Regions from separate parts of the Rattus norvegicus genome. Here regions 2 and 3 are each linked to region 1. A link is a contact called in public Hi-C data. All regions are on one chromosome and are shown on one strand. The core of a region is the stretch at or near the end of the contact, and the rest is flanking DNA. Distances in the headings are between cores, read along the strand shown. Region 1 holds the start of Cd47 (Cd47 molecule). Region 2 has its middle 190 kb from the start of Cd47. Region 3 holds the start of Ift57 (intraflagellar transport 57).

Region 1 (2,603 bases), core at 43-2,542:
GTGTCAGGAGGAGGGTCATTGACCTCTTACTTGAGATTCCAGCTGCTTCCTCCTGCACCTCTCACAGCCCTAAGTGGTACTAAGACTGACTTTGGGGGAACTCAAATTTAGTTTGTTGTTGGTACCCTGTCTGGGAGGAAGTGGTTGTCTCCTTAGAAAAATAATCATGAAATAAGGACACTCTGTCACAGCACCATAGACAGTGGCAATTTTTATCCTGAATTGTGTTACTGTTACACTGGATATTTAGAAGGAGATGGCTGGGGGTAGAAGATTTTAAGAAGTGCAGTAGTGTGACAGCTATTTTAACTGCCTTTCAGTTCAGGTCAGAGAATGCGACCCAAGGGATGGACAGAGGTGTGCATCCCTTACCACTGAGATCAAGTCCTTTTACTCAAAGAACTTTTGCCTCGGGATGAAGGGTGTGGCTTAGAGCTACATTTTTAAACCCACTATTCAAGAACTGACCCCCAAAACATGGCAGAGGTCTACACAAGGATGCAGACATAAGCCAGTTTCCCAACATTGCTGGTAGTGTCATGGATCTGTCTACTCACAATGGGTCTGCCACAGTCCTTGTCTGTCTCCCTTTCCCCATCGTGGTTTTCCTCTTCTCGTTTTAAACTGCTTATTATGCACGGAACTTGATTACCCAGCCCTGCTTGGGGGATGAAAATATCAGCCAACAAAGTAAGAAGAACAGATGAGGAGGTCCACTTCTGGAACAAGTCAGACCAGGGAGATCTCAGGGCCAGGGGGAGCCAGAGGGAAGGAGCTCCTTGGGGGCCAGCACCTGGTCACAGCGCCCTCTCTCCGCCCTGCCCCGAGGCTCCAGGGCCGCAAGCCTTGGGAGGGAAGGTCGTGAAAACCAGCAGAGCCCACACCGGGAGAGGAGGGAGGGGGACTTGGGCTGGGGTTGGGCGGCTCCGAGGTCAGGGCGAGCTTGGCCAGGGAGAGTGGAGAGCCGCCTGGCTGCGCATGGGGCGCGTGCTGTGAGTTCCAGTGAGCGTGTGTGCTCCACGCTCCGTCTTTCAGGCCGGCCCAGGACACGAAGCCGGAAGAGAGCTGGAGAGACCGGCCGTGAGCAGAGAGTGCAGCTCGCACAGCCCGGGAACAGGCTAGTGCTTGGCGCTCCCCGCCAGAGCCTGCCCAGAGCTGGGTGTGAGGCTGGCTTCACGTCAACGAGCAGAGGCGGCCAGGCGGGGCGGAGTGCGCGTGCGCGGCTAGCGGGGCGTGGGAGCGGGCGCGGGCGCGGGGCGGCGAGCACGCGCACGCGCGTACCCCGGGCAGCCTGGGCGGCCGTTCCTGCCTATCACGGCTGCGGCGCTGCTGGTCGTTCTCTTGAAGGCAGCGGAGGCGGCGGCTGCTCCAGACACCTGCGGCGGCGACCCCCCGGCGGCGCGGAGATGTGGCCCTTGGCGGCGGCGCTGTTGCTGGGCTCCTGCTGCTGCGGTGAGTGGCTTGGGGATCCCGGCTCTCAGGCTGGTGCGCAGCACCCAGGCGCCCCCGCAGGAGTGTGGGCTGCACCCCCGCCGGCCAGGCGGCGCCCGGAGGAGAGCAGAGAGAAGAGGAGAGGGTGGCGGGATGCGCGGGCCCTGTGCACTCGGAGCGCCACTGTGGGAGGGCCCGGCGGGGCATCTGTGCTCCTGCCTCCTCCCTCTGCTCTCCTTCCCTAGTCCCTTTCCCCCTCGGGGAGAGCGGACTGAAGCTCCTCACTCTTCAGTGCGCACACGTAAGGAAGACTGGGAACAACCGCAACTGTGCAAAACCGAACTGCAAAGAAAGCGAGGGGGCAGCTGCCGGGGACCCCACTCCCCTCTTCTCGCACCCCTCTCCTTTCTGGGGGCTTTCGCGCAGCATTTGGGGTTGAAGGACTAGAGTGGGAGGACCGGGCCTCTTGTGATGAAGTGCGCATTTTGGTGAAGTCGACCAGAAAGGCTTTTGCTCTACCGCGTAAGCACTGGAGCAGAGAGAACACGATGGACCCAAGTTTTATTTCCCACCCAGCTTTTATCAAAGCTTGTTTTTTTTTTCTTTTTTTTCCCTGGCCGCGTATTTTGGTGGTTGTTGTTTTGAATCCTAAAAACAAGCTTCCTGGAAACACTTTCTCGTGACACCCCCGCTACCCCCCCTCCGCTCGCCAGCACTTTAATATATTCCTTATTGTAGATTAAAGTTGTTTTTTTTTTTTCTCCTTTGGAGGAAACGTATTTTTGGATTTTGCCCAGCTATTACCAGTCGTCTAAAGACAGTAATTGCCACGGATGCACCCCCCTCTTTTGTAAAGTATTTTGCTGTTTATAAACGCGTGCCTCCTTTGTAAAAGCCGAGGAAAGAATAGGAATTTTTATGACCATATACTGCCCGTCAAGCTTCACATCCGCACATTCCTCTGCGAACTTTTGGTAAGAATCGGAACAGACTTGAAGCAGGATAACAGCAAAATGTTAAATTTGTCTTAGGATGCTGAATTAACTGAACGTTAAACTGATGGTTAACCTCAGTGTGCCACTTGTAAAGACCAGTGTTTGGGATGTGTTTCCAAGATGTCCTTAATCCTCTGCCCACCACTTCCCCCTCCCAAGCATCCTGGGTGCCGAAGC
Region 2 (2,603 bases), core at 75-2,574, 190 kb after region 1:
TGCGGTCAACCCCCGGGGTTCACACTGTGGATCCCAACTTGAGGATGTTGCTGTCTGACCTCAAACATAAACAGAGGAACCACCCCAACCCATGAACACATAAACATATGTACTTTCCAAAGATGGTTCTAAATGACCCAGTGCGAAGCTTCCTGGCATCTCCGTTCCACAGACGCAGCGATCTCTTCCCCGCCATGTTTGTATGCTTTGGCGATCTTGAGTGACACATAGCAGAAATGTAAGCGAACCAAATCAAATAGAAGTATCTCCGGTCAAACCTCACTCAGAGTCATTATCACACACGTAGAGATAGCAGCGTGGCCAGCCAGCCAGTCACTCAACGGGAGTTTCTGTCACTCAGCCAGACGCAGTCCCTAGAGGAGATTTTGAAAGGGGCTGTCTGGCTCCAGTGAAAAAAGCAGTTACCAGATGACCAGGCTTGAGCCACTTGACTTATCCCAAATGCAAAAAAAAACCTGATGACTCTTAAGACTTGATTTTGACATGACTATCAACTATATTCATTATTCTCAGCAGAACACACAGAAGGGAAATTTATGCATGTCCTTCTTCGGACATAATGAAACATTCCAGGAACCGAAAACCTTGGAACCCAATTATAAAAACCAAATTGCTATTTTACTCACCAAGATAAAGTAGCTATGGTCTCATCAACTTTGCCCTTTGTAATTTACCTTATCTCATGGATTCCTCACAATGAGGAACACATTTGTCCTATCTAGGGATTTGTTGGTCACAGGTAACAGAAACTCAATTTAGTCCAAGCAAACAGGTCAGAATGGGGTGAGGGGTTACTGTAAGGTTATATCATGGGCTCACTGGGATCATGCCCAGGAGAGACAAAACTGATACAGCAATAGTGTCTCTCACTCTCTAGGTTTCCTCCTCCCTCCCTTGGGTCGGAGCCCACCCTAGTCTGAGCATCTTTCATTTAGAGATAAGGTCATGTGATTGGATACCAGAAGTACTCAGTTATTAGGGACTAAAGTGGGGGGGGGCAGATTGATTCATAGAAAGTGTCAATCCACACAAATGGTAAGCCTAGGGTTGGGCTGTCTATTTGTCACACAGGGGAACTGAAGTACAGTTAGAAGAGCTTAGACTTATAGCTAGCAGCCATGGCTTCAGAGAGCTCAGAGTCTCCTATAGCCACATTAGCTTTTCATCTTAAAGCTCACTTGCAGTCGAATCGCTGGTAGAGTATTTGGTTTTCATGCTTCACTTTCCTCCCCATCAGAACAGGCTCTCGTGTCAAAGGTCTGTTTTTAGGATTAAGTCGAATGAGATCATTTATTTGAGTCATCTAATTCAGTGCCTGGGAGACAGCGGCACACACAAAGCTAATAGCCTCTCTCTGACCTTAGAAGCCATGCCTTCACCTGCATCTTGGTTCCTTCTCTGAGTTACTCAGAGTCTTCTGGGGTTCAGTCCTGTGTCAGTAAGCAGCCACTCCCAGACTGTCAGCTCCGAGGGGACCGTGTCTAGTTTCTTTTGCATCCTATTCTGGGCTGGCCAAGCACATTGGTAGTCTCTTCAGATTCCTGTGGAATTAAACTGGCTGAATGAGTTCACATGTCACTTCTCTTCCCAGCAAATCCCCTCGGATCATGCACCATTTCTCGTTTCATTGTATCTTCCCCTGGCTGGTTCTCTGGGGGAACAAACCTATTTTGCTTTCCTCCATCTCCATTCTCTCTCTCTCTCTCTCTCTCTCTCTCTCTCTCTCTCTCTCTCTCTCTCTCTCTCTCTCTCGCAGCTCCACCTGGAGGCGAGTGGCTTGAGTTTGTCAAAGAAATCAAATTCATCCCAGCAGAAAAAGATAACACAATCTAGAAGAGCTTTTTAATTCCAGATGACTCCAAAGGAAGGGACCGAACCAGAACTCTTGAGTCTCGAGTATCTCGGGTGTGTTATCATGAAATCTCTTTGGTAGGGGTATGGAGACAATATGGAGATCAGAACATCACATAGGAAAACTGCTTAGTTCGGAGTTTCACAATCCTTCCAAAGTTAGGACAAAGTCTGCCTGTCAAACGAAGGCACTCAAAATTCTCTTAGACACATTGCCAACTTTGAAAAGACAGATACAGCACCCCATCCATGAATGACAGGAAAGGAAGCAGAAGGGAATTCAGTATCTGACAAATGCTATCAGCTGTCTGCGTTGAACAGGGCACTTTATGTTATAGAATCTCACTTCCCCAGCAACATTGCAAGGTTGCAATATTATTTCAATTTTATAGATGAAAATTAACAAAGTTAATTGACTCTGGATATGCAATTAGTTAGGTGATGTTCTGGAAACCAACAAAGGGGCCGCTATAAACACCAGATCAGTGTTGCTTCCCCAAACTATCATTTTCCAAGCTTTACAAAATGCAGTCTAACTGCCCATTGACTGAAAGACTGGTCACCAAGGTATCTAGCTGAGAAAGAAGAAAGAAAACTCTTGGCTACAAGCCAGGCAATTGGGTAAAACCATTACTGAAACAGAAACATTTGTACTCTTCGAAGAAGCTGAAGGATCATTCTAGCATGCTTAAATTAATTGATAGTTGGATCAGATCAAACTGGGCTCTACC
Region 3 (2,603 bases), core at 73-2,572, 160 kb before region 1:
TGTGTCTTTTATTTGATGAATAGTGTTGTTCTTCATTCGGATACCTTTATTAGTATCAGAAACAAGGCTGATGAGGAAGATAAACTCTTCATCTTATCACAAGGGTTTTACAAATATGTTTCAGACTTTAGCTATGTCAAAAATATGATTCTTCTACAGTTTTTAGGGTGTGATACAACATGTTGATGATCCCTTGACAGGCACAGGGCTAATCCGACAAATGTTTGACCTCTTGCTTCAGAGTCATCTTAAGAAGTAGCTGGTATGGGGTTGGGGATTTAGTTCAATGGTAGAGCGCTTGCCTAGCAAGCCCAAGGCCCTGGGTTCGGTCCTCAGCTCCGGAAAAAAAAAGATTAAAAAAAAAAAAAAAGTGCCTGGCACTACTCTTCGCTTCACTTCTTACTTTTAACTGTTAGGAAAACTGCCTGATACAGCACTTTTCTTAGCACTATAAGGATAAGTCATATCCGTGGTCAGTTATGTCTCCATGTGTTTTCTAGGTCAGTACCTGCAGCTGTAATAGAAAAAATTTTCTTATCTAATGTAAGTGCTGCAAAGCAGAACTTCCTTTCCAGATACTATATTTTGTCAGATTTCATTAGTACTCAAGAATTTACATCTGCATGGGCTTGGAACAGATTATGAGGGCGATGAGCGTGTAGTATAAATCCTTTCCCAAGCCACCCTCTTCCAAGCAACCATTTTCCTAAAACTGGAGTGATTACTTACCCTTGTATCAAGTCTTATTTAGAATATACTAGTAAGCCTAGCATTATCTAATAAACAATTAAGTTAAGAAATAAACAAGCAGTCTTGTGGGTGGTATTTCTGAGGGAAAATGAACCTGAGTTCACCACAACTACGATAACTTCCCACTTTGAAAAACATAAAACAAGAATCACTGAGCAAGCATAGCCTCCAATACTCTGTTCCGCTTCGTTTCAGTCCTTTGAATTGCTACCTAGAAGATCAGATGTCGGTTCAATCAGCAGCCCTGAGCAGAATACCAGATCCTCCGCTCCTCTTGGCTGTACTGAGCACGCAGAATTAAAGAGCCTGGGCCTTTAAGACTCGCGTGAAAGTCCCCCGAAGGGGCGGGGGAATAAACGCCACGCCTACAGGGCGGAGCTACTTCCTAGGCCAGGGACCGGCATGGCGTGACGTCGTGGCGAAACCCAGCTTTGGTTGGCGAGAATTTAGAGAGGCCGGCTGAACCTAAAGGGGGCGGGGTCTAGTTGCCATGGTGACCGGCAGCCCTGCGGTCGCCTGGTAACGTTGGCGACAGGGCGGTCTGCGGGGTGCGGGCGGCGGTGGCCGCAGAGATCCTAGCCCGGGTCCAGCCCGGCCCTGTGGATCTGAGCAGCGATGGCTGCCGCGGCCGCGGTGATCCCGCCGTCGGGCTTGGACGATGGGGTGTCTCGGGCTCGCGGGGAAGGCGCTGGGGAGGCGGTGGTGGAGCGCGGGCCGGGAGCGGCCTACCACATGTTCGTGGTGATGGAAGACTTAGTGGAGAAGCTGAAGCTGCTCCGCTACGAGGAGGAGCTACTCCGAAAGAGCAATCTGAAGCCCCCGTCCAGGTGCGTGCTGTGCCCCAGCGCCGGGTGCTGGCTGGGCCCCAGGGGGACGCCCCCTCCTACGTGAGGCGCAGACCCCACGCGGGGATCCGCACGTCCAGTCCTCTGTCTTCTTTGCTCTGGAAGGGAACTTCTGCACCGAGGAAGGTGGAGTTTTTCAGACCTGATCATTTTGTGGAGAAAGTAAACAAGTTTTGAAATGGCAGGGAGGCCTGGGGAAGATAGCCTGTTTATTCTTTGAAACAGACACGCACCGTCTACCAAGCACAAATCTTGTTTTAAGTGTAATAAAATACCCACAGTTGAAAGGGAAAAAAAAAAAACGATCTCTAGAGATGAGTGGCCTTATCATTTACATCTCTTTCTAGTTTTTGTTTTCCTTCGCTAGACTTCCTAAACTGACAACTGTGATTACTTAGGACCGTGTTGAGGAGCACTTTTTATGTAGTACGTAAACTTGTGGGCTAATTACTATGGTTCAAAGGACTTAATACTTTTGCAATAATACTCTTAGAAACCGGAGAGTGGAGAAGGCAAAAGAAACAATAAGTGTTGGAATGGCCCTCATTATAGGGCCTAAAGTTTCGTGCTTGCCGTGGTGGGAAAAGTTTGAAATATCCTGAAGGCAGTGCCATTAGTTGCCAAGAGTGATAGACAAAACTCCCACAGGTAATCATGGTAGCTTAGTGATAACTGTTTTATTGCTTTTCCTTCACTTTAAAACTTGTATTTGTTTTATTCTGAAAGAAGAAATAAAAAAGAACTAACATACTTTCTTTTACCATCTCTGGGTAGGCTCATATAATTTCTCTTGGCAGTTTTGAGCTCTTACCCTCTTCCAGACACATTTGGAAGGATTCTTGGGCTTTTATACAAACTGTCCACAATGCCAAATTAGTCTGTAAGGGAGAAAAATTACCATCTTGATCCTGATCTACAATAGAAGTTTTAGGATTGGGATTATTATTTAAAAATGAGTTGGTCATAATAGCATAGATGGCCAACATTTTCGGTGTTGATAAAAATGTT

Evidence for each region. Hi-C and Micro-C count contacts between places; a contact is called where the count stands out from the background.
Region 2: a Hi-C map of the A7r5 cell line shows a contact between it and region 1, with 4 times the contacts expected there. The contact joins the enhancer-like site here to the promoter of Cd47 in region 1. A contact is called at or near these places in 5 of 12 Hi-C or Micro-C datasets (the A7r5 cell line, the Rat2 cell line, frontal cortex and 2 more).
Region 3: a contact with region 1 is called in a Hi-C map of liver, with 3 times the contacts expected there. The contact joins the promoter of Ift57 here to the promoter of Cd47 in region 1. A contact is called at or near these places in 4 of 12 Hi-C or Micro-C datasets (Schwann cells, frontal cortex, liver and 1 more).

What each region holds. Positions count from the first base shown.
Region 1 is chr11:64,436,877-64,439,479 of GRCr8, reverse strand. Cd47 (Cd47 molecule) reads left to right here and starts at 1,292. Exons shown (of 9, transcript NM_019195.2): 1 at 1,292-1,452. The coding sequence starts at 1,407.
Region 2 is chr11:64,248,607-64,251,209 of GRCr8, reverse strand. No RefSeq gene overlaps it. Among named protein-coding and RNA genes, the nearest start is that of Cd47, 190 kb to the left of the region's middle. Within about 2 kb of position 1,324, at least 2 of the 93 cell types and tissues checked have an H3K27ac peak or open chromatin away from gene starts, as enhancers often do. A contact at or near this core is called in the A7r5 cell line, where this site is marked.
Region 3 is chr11:64,592,264-64,594,866 of GRCr8, reverse strand. Ift57 (intraflagellar transport 57) reads left to right here and starts at 1,322. Exons shown (of 11, transcript NM_001107093.1): 1 at 1,322-1,577. The coding sequence starts at 1,366.